2 separate regions of the Ovis aries genome follow, and region 1 is linked to region 2. The links are chromatin contacts, called in public Hi-C maps. All regions are on one chromosome and are shown on one strand. Each heading gives the region's core, a stretch centred on a gene start, on an enhancer-like site or on the middle of the called end of the contact. The rest is flanking DNA. Distances are from core to core; before and after follow the strand shown. Region 1 overlaps RAPGEF2 (Rap guanine nucleotide exchange factor 2). Region 2 has its middle 360 kb from the start of RAPGEF2.

Region 1 (6,104 bases), core at 2,651-5,150, 260 kb after region 2:
CCTCCCATCCAGGCTGCCACATAACAGTGAGCAGAGTTCCCTGTGCTATACAGTAGGTCCTTGTTGGTTATCCATTTTAAATACAGCAGTGTTGTATCGTTTTTTAGATTCTACACTTAAGTGATATTATATACTTGTCTTTCTCTTACTTCACGCAATATGACAATCTCTAGGTCCATTCATGTTGCTGATAATGTCTTTATTATCGAGTTGTCTCTTTTAAAGATTCGTATCTTATCAGTCAGTCAGTCAGTTCAGTCGCTCAGTCCTGTCCGACTCCTTGTGACCCATGGACTGCAGCACGCCAGGCCTCCCTGTCCATCACCAATTCCCAAAGTTTACTCAAATTCATGTCCATTGAGTCGGTGATGCCATCCAACTATCTCATCCTCTGTTGTCCCCTTCTCCCCCCAGCCTCAATCCTTCCCAGTGTCAGGCTCTTTTCAAATGAGTCAGTTCTCCGCATCAGGTGACAAAAGTATCTGAATTTCAGCTTCAGCATCACTCCTTCTAATGAATATTCAGGACTGATTTCCTTTAGGATGGATTGGTTGGATCTCCTTGCAGTCCAAGGAACTCTCAAGAATCTTCTCCAATACCACAGTTCAAAAGCATCAATTCTTTGGCACTCAGTCGCATATCTGAGGTATTGATATTTCTCCTGGCAATCTTCATTCCAGATTTTGCTTCATCCAGCCCAGCATTTCTCATGATGTACTCTGCATAGAAGTTAAATAAGCAGGGTGACGATTTATAGCCTTGAGGTACTCCTTTCCGGATTTGGAACCAGTATATTATTATATGTCCAGTTCTAACTGTTGTTTCCTGACCTGCATACAGATTTCTCAGGAGGCAGGTCAAGAGGTCTGGTATTCCCATCTCTTTCAGAATTTTCCACAATTTGTGGTGATCCACACAGTGAAAGGCTTTGGCATAGTCAATAAAGCAGAAGTAGATGTTTTTCTGGAACTCTCTTGCTTTTTCAATGACCCAACAGATGTTGGCAATTTGATCTCTGGTTCCTCTGCCTTTTCTAAATCCAGCTTGAATATCTGGAAGCTCACGGTTCACGTATTCTTGAAGCCTGGTTTGTAGAATTTTGAGCATTACTTTACTAGCATGTGAGATGAGTGCAATTGTGGAGTAGTTTGAGCATTCTTTGGCATTGCCTTTCTTTAGTATTGGAATGAAAACTGACCTGTTCCAGTCCTGTGGATACTGCTGGGTTTTCCAAATTTGCTGTCATATTGAGTGCAGTACTTTCACATCATCATCTTTTAGGATCTGAAACAGCTCAACTGGAATTCCATCACCTCCACTAGCTTTGTTGGTAGTGATGCCTTCTAAGGCCCACTTGACTTCACATTCCAGGATGTCTGGCTCTAGGTGAGTGATCACACCATCGTGATTATCTGGGTAATGAAGATCTTTTTTGTATAGTTCTTCTGTGTATTCTTGCCACCTCTTCTTAATATCTCCTGCTTCTGTTAGGTCCATACCATTTCTGTCCTTTACTGAGCCCATCTTTGCATGAAATGTTCCCTTGGTATCTCTAATTTTCTTGAAGAAATCTCTAGTCTTTCCCATTCTATTGTCTTCTTCTATTTATCTGCACTGATCACTGAGGAGGGCTTTGTTATAAAAATAGAATAGAATACAAAAACAATAAGTCGCTTAAGTTTCTCACAGTGAGATGCCACCAACAAAATCTGTTTTACTCAATTGGCCTGAAAAGTCTCCTGAGTTTGTTAGAAACCACTGTGCTACCCTGCCCTCTCCTGGATTTATAATAATTTTGTATCAGGCAGGCAGTGTTTCAGTGTAGACATAAGCCATTTTCCTTCAACATCTGCAACCACGCCCCTTCCCACGGGGCACCTGTCACTGCGGGACTCTATATTACCAAGTAATGACTACTTTTTAAAAAGAAAGGAAGAGAAAGAAATTACCTAGCAGTAACAGCATCCAACTTGTCTACACTTAGAGGAGAAGCAAAATGAACCTGAGATCTCGCTTGCAGACATATGTGGCGGCACAGCTGGCTAACAGAAGACTCACTAGTAGAATAATAATTACAAGCCTAACAGGAACAAATGGCCAGGGGAAAAAAATGCGACACGCCAGTCACTGTGGATACAACTAATTGTATTCACCAATGTCATCTGTATTTTTCCCAGTTGTTTAATGTTTTAAAATTATGAGCTCAGGAGTCCCATCAAGGATTGCTGAAATGGTAAAAGTGGAATCTCAGAGTAACTGAACATTTGCAAATAACTTTAGCGTTACATCACCAGTAACAGGTAGAAAAGAGACACCTAGAGATTACAGAGGCCCCTCTGATCACCAAAATGAACACTTAGAGAAGACCTAGAAGTTTTAGACAGAGCTAAGAACTGCAAGACAAAGATTTGATTCCAACACCTGCCATCCTACACCCGACAAGATGAAAGCCAAAAAGCCCAGGGTATGATAAGACCCTTAGCAGAGCTTCTGTTTTGATTCTGTCAACAGAGAGAAAATGAATCAAGCCAAACAAAACAAGCAAGCAAAATATAAACAGGACATCATAAAATGACCGATCCGCCATGCCATGCGATCAGACAGAAGGACCCTAAAAAGCCATCACGACTGACCACTCTAGGTGCCCACACTCCTGGGCTAAACCAGAAGCGCAGGTGCAGCCTTGGAATGACAGGAAGAAGCCACTGTAACCTGGTCCCACTCTTCCCACCTCACTTCCCTCTGCTCCTCAGCACAAACCCCCTTCCTAGATGGTATCTCCCTACCTTCTAAGTCAACCTGCGCCCCAAAGGAATGGCTCTAACACTACTTCTTCAATAAGGTCTTCTCACTGATTCCCACACTCCAAAATACTTATCCCATCTCATTTATTCTGTTTTGTGCTTTTCTCTACCCATTTCTCATCCCTGAGCAACCTAGGTGTCTCCCTCCACTCACATGGACGCCCCCTGCAGGCAGAGCCAGGAGCTGCAGCTTGCAGGAACGGGTCAGGATCTTGGCAGTCAGCATCTGCTCAGGGAACTGAGATCAAGACAGGCTTCTGCTTATAACCTGGACAGGAGGAAGCCCAGCCCCGACGACCAGCAACTAAAAGCAGCAGTCTGACGCCCTGCAAAGAGTAAAGGTTTGGAACACACATTCTGTCATACCAGCCATGTGATCCTGGTGACGTCAGGTCCTGGGGCTCTGATTCCTCAACTGTGAAATGGGGATATTAGTCCTCCACAACGTCACTCTGATTTAATGACACAATACATACCAAGCGCCCTGCAGAGCAGGGACACAGCACACTGGTCTCTTCCTCTCTCTCACAACCGCCTCTGAAAGGGTCACCTTCACCTTTCCTCTCTGCTCTCAACCCCAATAAGACCTGGATTCAGACTGCGCAACTCACCAACCTACACCGTTTCCTCCGCCCATGCCTCAGGGCCTTCGAACGAACCTGCTCTTCCAGCTCCTAAAGGGTACCTTCAGCCTAGTAAACTCCTTACTCATCCTTTGAATTCCAGGTTAACGACCACTTCCTCTGAGAAACATTTTAGTACCTTCCAAATAAAGTGAGTCACTCTCTGCTGGGTTCCCAGCCACTATGGACTTGTTCACAAGAAGCAGAGTATCATTATCTCAGAAGTCTTTCCTCTACTCTTCAGTACTTCCACGGACACACTAGACGATGCTCAACTGGCACTCAGATATTTTATCAATAAGTTAATTAATAGTTGAACAGACACTAACTCAGGTGAGGTGTTAGTGTCTGAAAGTCAAAGCCATTGAGTTTCAATTTACTAGGAACTAGAAAAATGAAGTGAGGGTTAAAGAACATCCTTGACAAAAACCTAGATATCCACAGGGTGGCAGTGTCTCCCCACGAAAGGGCTTTGTGAGCAGCTGCGTGGTCCCCAGTTCCCCTTTAGGAAGCAGACTGAATACAGGGACCCAGCGCAAGATGATGGAGGCGGGGGCGTGGGGGAAGGGGGCTGCGGACAATAAGCTAATAACTCAAAGGAAAGCAGCTAAGTCAGAAAGGGGATTATCAGAGGGCAAAAAAGTAATTGGAGAGAAGCCACTTAATTTCGTTGCTAATACAATACGAAAATTTAAGTGAAGCCCAAGTGGCCAAAAGGCTTCAAAAAGGGTAGGAGGGATGGGGTGAGGAAGGGGCTTCAGGCAAAGGCACTCCTGTCCTTGTAGACACAGAGCTTCACACCCACCCCTACCAGCCACAAATTGACATCTGGTCTCTGTGTGTGTGTATTTGGAGAGAGGGGATGTCAACCAACAGAAACTAGAGGAATGGTCCCCAGGCAAAAAACACACCATCGGGATGAGAATTCAGTGCCCAAGGAGTGCATCGGGTCTACAGGAAGGGTCTCCCCCAGGAGCAGGTCAAGGGCAGCGCAGCACAGGCAGGAGGGACCCAAGTGGAGGATGCGCTATGGGGCTGTATGGGGCGACAGCCACTGGGCATCAGGACACACAGATGCACAGAGGCGGCCACCACACGGGAACACAGGCCGGTGGAGAGGGCGCCCACTCAGCAAGGGGTGGGGACACGCAGCCACGGGGACCCACAAGCATCAGGGTTTGGGTCAGTTTAGAAAGGGAGACTGCACTGTATTACGCACACTACCCAGATGCAACCCCACCTTCACACAACAGCCGCCGGCATCTGGGAGCAGTGTTACCTCCCGGGCCTACTGGCTTCGGTCAATGGGAACCAAAATGAAGACCATCCAAATTCCACTAAGTAAGTGGAGCCCACAAGCAAGGAACTCAGAGGGCCTGCCACCAGAGACTACGACTAGGAAAACACTTGTTTCTCCTCCTACAGTTGCTGTCCTGGTAACATCATCCAGCCTAAGGATAAAACAGAAAACAGTCTTCCTGCATTTCTTCCTCTGCACAATCCACCACCACATCCTGTGGGGTCCTCTCCAAAGCCCCTGATGAAGTCTGACATCTTATTCTACCCACCTCCCCGGCCCCCCCACACACACACACGGTCACTAGTCTCTTCTGAGCGGTGCAGATGTGTACTCTCATATATACAATTATACCAACAACCAGAGCAGGACTAACTCTGCCTTCTGACACCAGACGACCCCGTACCTTCTCACGGGAGCCCAGCCGCAAGCTCAGACCAGAGGTTCTCAGTAGGGACATGACCCGCCCCAGGGGACAGAACCTCATCCAGCTCTTCCACCACTAACTGCCACCACGAAGGAATCGAGGAGGATTTCCCATGAATGAAGTGTTCTGTAGCCCTGACAATCGCCACCTTTCAACATGCAGATAGAATAGATATATAAGAATTGTGCTCTTTTTCACAAATGTATTACCGTCACTTCTGCTACTGGATTTACCAAAAAGTTTAATAAAATTTGTTGTTGCTTCCTGATGGGACTCTAAGCCTTATGCTCCAAGACAAAATACATATGATACATTTTTGTGCAGCCAATGGCAGAAAGTAAGCTGACTAGAAAAGTTAAAGGAGCTCGGCAGTGTGCAACCCTGACAACACCAGATCACTGTCCAAAGAAAGCCAAAGTAAAGAGCACACATCAGCCGTACTCAGGCATCAAGTGTAGGACATGTGATAGAAAGAGTCCTCTACCAAGGGTTAACAAGCACATTCCTCTGACGTAAAGAACAGCAATATTGTTCTATAAAATTATATACTTCATAATATTTAATTATATACAAGCACGTAACCAAAAGTTTCCACACTTAGGAAAACACGTATTGCAAGCAGAGGCTGACTTTTTGTTCCATTTCCTTAAAGTTCCAAATCATAAGAAGCTACTTCACTTTTATCACTAACAACTCTGAAGGAAAAACAGCATCATTATAACATTAAGTTTTTCAGAAAATCCTTAATTTCCTCTCAACAAACTATAGTGGCTCAAACCCAACAAATAGGATAAATCAGTAACATCAGTAAGAACTCTGATAACTGATGGAAATATTGAGGCTACTTCAGCTAAATACTTTGAAAATATTTTATTTTGAATATATTAAAGTATTTTGAAAATATTTTTATTTTTAAAAAAATCAGTATTTTGAAAATGGGGGAAATACGTGGA
Region 2 (5,968 bases), core at 358-2,857:
ACTGCTATTTCTTCTTAATGAATTGTCCCCTTTAACATTATATACCGTCCATTTTTTCTAGAGGTCTGTTTTGTCTGTTCTAAGTATGGCTACATCTGCTTTCTTTTCACTGGCTTTGTGGACTTGTACGTCTGGTTCCTTCCCCATGCTTGAGAAGTTCTCAGCTATAATTTTATATTCCCTATTTATTTATTTATGTCTTACATTGACTGCTCCCTTCTCCCTGTCTTTTTTTTTCTGGGATATCTGTTACCTTAATGTTGTCCTTCCTAAAAGAGTCATATAGTTCTTGTAGAATTTCCTTACATTTTATGTCTTATTTCTCTTTCCTCCTCTCCACGTATTATTTCTAGGTTTCTTATTTTATGTGGTCTGCTCTATTTCCAGGGCTTTCTAACATATTCTTTGTATCATGTATTGAGTTATTCACTACAAAATTAGTTGGATTCTTTTTTAGAGTCTCAGTCTCTTTGGTAAAGCCTTCTGTTCACTCATTTTATTCCTAAACTCACTGGACTGCCTTTCTGAGTTTTCTGGTAGTTTGTTGAGTTTCATCATGATAGCTATTTCACCAAGAACCAATTCATTCCTCATCGGTTAGAAGGCAATATCCCACACCTTTAAGTTTGGTTTATGGAGGACGGTCATTTTATTTTTGTGGTGCAGTTTTACTGTAGCTCTTCATTATGTCTGATGATTAATCTGCTATGTGAAGTTGGGAGCATCCTTCTGCTTCATGCTAAAGATTCAACCTCCTTCCCTGGTGGCTCAGTGGTAAAAACAATCTGCCTGCAATGCAGGAGACAAAACAGGAGCCACAGGTTTGACCCGGGGTTCGGATAGATTCCCTGGAGAAGGAAATGGCAACCCCCTCCAGTACTCTTGCCTGGGAAATCCCATGGACAGAGGAGCCTGGCATGCTATTGTCCGTGGTGTCACAGAAGAGTCAGACACGACTTAGCGACTAAACAAGGATTCAAGTTTAGAAATTGGAGTCTTTTCTTCTGGTTTCCATTAGGTGGCGCTTTAGCACAAGTTTTGGGATCGTCTTACCTGCGCTGCCTCTGGGTTTGTTTTTGTTGTTGTTTTTTGTTTGTTTGTTTGTTTTTTGACAGCTGGCACTTTCCCCCCTTCGCTGCCTCTGTCTGTGGTGTTGGCCCTGCGCCTGTGTTATTGCTTTTTGTGCCTCTAGATTTGGTGGTGCCTTGCTGTTCCCAGCGTCCCTAGCATCACAATGGTCGCCCGCTGCACAGGGACGGTGGGCTTTTCCTTTATCTCAGAGGTCCGCTGAGTCAGTGGGCCCCACCGCTTTGGAGGGAAGGGGATTGTGGGGGACAGCCAGGATCACACAAGTGCCTCTGCCGTGCCCCATTCACCTGGGTCATTCTTAATTGTCCAGACCTCGCTCAGTCATCATCCCCCTTAGGAAACCTACCTTGAAATTTCTGGTTGGGATAAATGCCTCTTTCTTTCATCTTAAACACCCTTTTCAAATACTTTAAACATACTTGCTTTATATACTTGCTTAACAGTTTCACTGTCTAGTCTCTGCATGTGTCTTAGGCACTCCTGTTCTTCCTTTTGAGCCTCGCTCCTGCTGGCTTGTTTTGCATACATCCTAAGACTCACTAGATTTTATGCTGAGCTCAAATTTGGTTGAACTTTAAATGAAGGAATCCTGAATTACCTGAATTGCTTTGGTTTCTGCCAACTGCTAGAGGGTATTACCAACTAAGATTGCCATTTCAGCTGAATGTCTTGCCTTGGGCTTTCCCAGCCTGGGAATGTGCTAAAATTCTGATCCCAGCTTTATATGAGAGTAACACTGTGTTGCAAAACATTAGGAATTACTATTGAATTTTTTAAAACCCAGTATCAGTGAAGACAGACCAACTTTCTTATTGGTTTACATCGCCAGCAGGCAGATTTTCCTAAATTTCTCTTTTTACCTGAAGACCTGGTTTCATGTGAGGGCTCTCAGGTTCACCTACTTTGTCAGGCTGAAATTCTGCTTGTGGAGAAGGGGAAGTTTTAACCAACAGTGCCCTAGTCTTGACTAGAGACCTGGCTCAGATTAACCTAGGCTAGTCTTCTGACAGTCGCACTGGTTTCAGCTGTTATGTTTCACTCTACTTTTGAACCACCTTGATTTTTGTTGTTAAACGTCTGATTCTTTGTTCATTGAAGACTCCCTTTAACTCGTAAGTTCAGCAATGTCTTTAAAAATATGTTTGCTCTCATTTATCTAATATCTGTGTTTTGACATGGATGTGCATTTCAGAATGTCCATTCTCAACAAAGTGCTGGACATAGAAATGTCAAGAGTTTATTTTTAATTTATGTTCTATATCAGGGGTACTTGCAAATTTTACAAAGAATCCTCTGCCAAACACTTGTGGGTTTTTTCTTGGCTGATTTTTACATTAGTTTTTTTAGCCAAGTGTGTGCACGCAGTACCAAAAGTCATATAGGAAAAACGGACTTGTCTGCTTTCCATGACCTAAACTCCTGTGTCCCAGAGCAACCATTTTAAAATCCTAAAAAAAAAAAAAAGTTAAACTACTGCTTGTATTATTTTAGTTCTTTTTTATAAATATTGTTTTTATCAATATCCCTTGACTCATTCATTTTGCACCTTACGTGTTGACTCCTTACAATAGTAGCTAAGGCTTTTATTCTGCATCTACCCATACAGCTATATGATAATTTTTTATTGAATCAATGTTTATCCACCTTACTGTAACTTTAAATACACTCACTCTTGAATGAAGTAGTATGCTCCAGTTATGTTTACTTTGTGTACAACATTTTTTTTTCTGGAGTCAATTATTTCCTCACTTTTTTTCATTTACTTCATTTTCTAAAAACATTTTCTCTCAGACCTATTTATTCCATGGTCTAAACCATCAGAGTATTATGTGTGTGCTTTTGCCCTGAATACCTCCTCCTAAAATTTTCAGTGTTTTTATTTTTGTATGGATTGGTGTTTCCAGACCTCCTGTCCAGATGTCAGCCACAATTTTTCATTTGTTGCTTTCCTGTAGCGAAACCCCATTTCCTGGGTGTTGTGTGGTCCTTTTTCTTATTTTTTTCCCACAGTTTTGATGGGAACACATTCTCCAGTGGTTTCCTGAGAAAGCGTATACAGGAAGTAAAGTGTTTGCATGTCTGAAAACGCCTGTGCTCCACCCTCACATTCAATGAATAGTTTGCTAGTACGAGGGCTCCTAGGTCCAAAATCATTTTCCAGTTGTCCCAGCATCGTTTGTTGGCAAGACTGTATAGACTTTGCACCCTTGCTAAAAATTTAAGATTTTTTTTAAGGCACCAATACCTTCCTTACACTTGTCTTACTTCAAATTGTTAGCAAGCACCCTGCCACCTGCTTTCGTGTCTTCTGCAAAACGGAGGCAGGAGGCCATGAAATGCCCTGTGATTATTATGAATAGAGTTTTGAGTTTAGACTGCGTGAATTAATTCAAAAGCTGACTTTACTACCTCTCAACTGTGTGACCTTGGACAGGTTATTTAGCTTTACTAGGCCTCAGTTTCTCATTTTTTTAATGGAACCAGTAATAGTATCCACCGCATAAAGTTGTTTGGAGAATCAAAGGAGATAGTGTGTAAATGATTTAGTTCAGTGCCTAGCACGGAGTACACCTCCCACAAACAGCTCCTGGGTAGTGGGGTTGCTGGTAGCTCCACCATTTCCTATACAGAGTCACATGGGAAGATAGCATATTCTGCATATTCCCAGGGGCAGAAACCCTCGCATGTCGATGCCAGAAGGAAGGTTCTTTCCACCATCATCAACTGCCAACTGACTCACCAAACAGAAATGTGATGTAACAGCCTCCACTCACCACCCCACCCACTCCCTGGTGATCCTGTTCCCACCTCCAGGGGGTGTATATTTCACCTCCCACTATTAAGAACTTCCTGTGGGTTGGAGCCTGCACAATGCTCTCTCATGCTTGGGTTCCCAACTCCAGAAGGCACACTACTCCTCTACCGCTCAAGGACAGTCGTGGAAACTTGGTCATGTGGACGTGAGGACCAAGCCACAAACCAGCTTTATTGTAGGCAGTCCAAGTCCTGCTGTGATGTAGTGGGCAAGGCACTTTCTTCTGGTAAGCACTGGAGGGCGGTGTGTGTGTTGGGGATGGGCGTGTACTGTGTATACACCCATACACACACTCCACACACAAGTATAGCAGGACAGCTGGTCGACCTGATGACAAAGTTAGGTGTATTCATCTGAAATCATTCAGGTAGAGAACGTGCAGGCAAAGACAAATCCACGCACAATCGTTGCCAAACACCACATGCACCATCACATACACAGCACACACACCCGCAACATAGATAGATATACCCACCAGCAATGTGCACACAAATTTGGTCATGAACACAGTCACGTGTTCCTAGAAACTCACACGGATGCACCAGCTAACTATTTACAGACGTGAAAGATCCATCCAGATACACACATATAGACCCACGTGGATCCATCTACACACAGTCGCAGATTTGGACAGACACGCTTACAGCCAAGAACTTTCTGGCAGACAGTCTGCCAAAGACACTCCTACACCCACGACCTCACCCAGGGTCAGGATCATCGCTGACATGTTGTAGACAGGAACAGTTGAGAGTGTCCAAGTGCTTTCCCCAGTCACATCGTGACAGAGAGTAGAGTTGAGAGTATGCTCTAAGGAAGTCCTCCAGCAAGGAGAAGCATCATTTCCAAAAGAAGAATCTCTGCTCATGCTGACTTTTGCAGTTACGCCAGTCTTAGTAGGGCCAGTTCAGGTGTTGCTCCTTGAAAGCTGTTGTTTTGAAAGTTCTACCTTCAGATTCACTGGTTATTCAGCCAGTGAATATCATCTTTTACCAACTGAAAATAGCAGCCTGTTCATTTTGTTCTGACCAGGGGTATGGAGAGCAAGCCTGCAGACCATCCTGTCATTGTGGCTGCCTCTCAACACCCAGGATAATGAAGCATCATCACAGGAAAGTCATCACAGGCTTGCTCACCAGGAGAAGCCAAGAAGGAGGAAAATAGTCTCCAATTCAGTTCTGCCTTTCAAGTCTCACACATCTGACTCACATCCAGAATGCTGGCTGCATCGCTATGGAGAAGATGCACATTTCAGGGACTCCCCTGGAAGTCCAGTGATTGAGACTCCATGCTTCCAATGTAGGGGGCTCAGATTCAATCCCTGAATGGGAACCTAAGAAACTGCATGCCTCACATAAAAGTTTTAAATAAATAAAATAACAATAAGTATAATAAAATCATTTTTAAAAACAACAACAAAAAGAAGATGCACATTTCAGTGCCCCACTAGAAGGAGTGTAGAATGACGTTTGGACAGACTGATCCACAGTATCTACCACAGTAACTTGCTTAAGGTTGCACAGCCAGTAAGTGATGGGACCAGTATTCAAATCCACTGTGGATTCTGACCCTTTTCTTTCTAAAGAAACTTCTTTGGCCTCAAACACACAATGGTCTCAAAATACGATGATTAAATTAGTGGTGAGTGTTTTGTTGGGTGGAAATAAGGATGTCTTAGTTGGGTTCTCCAGAAATCAGAGCCTGAGGCAGGAAAGCCCTCATGCACTGTTACTGCTGTATTGGAGAGCGGAAGTGAGGGCAGGGGGCAGGACAAGGATGTGGCTGAGCTGACCACAGCTGAATGCAGCCCACAGCTGCATCTGGGGGGACAAAATGCATCTGAGGTCGGAATCTTGTCTTGTGTGAAAGTGGAAAAGGGATTCTAATCAAAGGTTCACCCCCAGGATGTGAATTCCACTTGCCAGTTGCACAAACCTCTCCAGGAGACGCCAGTGGCTGACAAGCATGGTTAGAGTTTGGTTTCAGCAGCCTCATGGATTTGGGACTTGACTCTGTAAGCACTAGAGAACCCCAGGGATATTTTGAAAAGGAAAGTAGCATAGTCAG

The links. A called contact is a pair of places that touch in the nucleus more often than the background predicts.
Region 1: a contact with region 2 is called in a Hi-C map of hypothalamus, with 8 times the contacts expected there. The contact joins two enhancer-like sites. A contact is called at or near these places in 3 of 16 Hi-C or Micro-C datasets (hypothalamus, muscle and tail adipose tissue).

The regions. Positions count from the first base shown.
Region 1 is chr17:40,032,616-40,038,719 of ARS-UI_Ramb_v3.0, forward strand. All of the region lies in intron 3 of RAPGEF2 (Rap guanine nucleotide exchange factor 2), which reads right to left. Among named protein-coding and RNA genes, the nearest start is that of RAPGEF2, 98 kb to the right of the region's middle. Within about 2 kb of position 3,901, at least 12 of the 54 cell types and tissues checked have an H3K27ac peak or open chromatin away from gene starts, as enhancers often do. A contact at or near this core is called in hypothalamus, where this site is marked.
Region 2 is chr17:39,771,349-39,777,316 of ARS-UI_Ramb_v3.0, forward strand. No RefSeq gene overlaps it. Among named protein-coding and RNA genes, the nearest start is that of RAPGEF2, 360 kb to the right of the region's middle. Within about 2 kb of position 1,608, at least 2 of the 54 cell types and tissues checked have an H3K27ac peak or open chromatin away from gene starts, as enhancers often do. A contact at or near this core is called in hypothalamus, where this site is marked.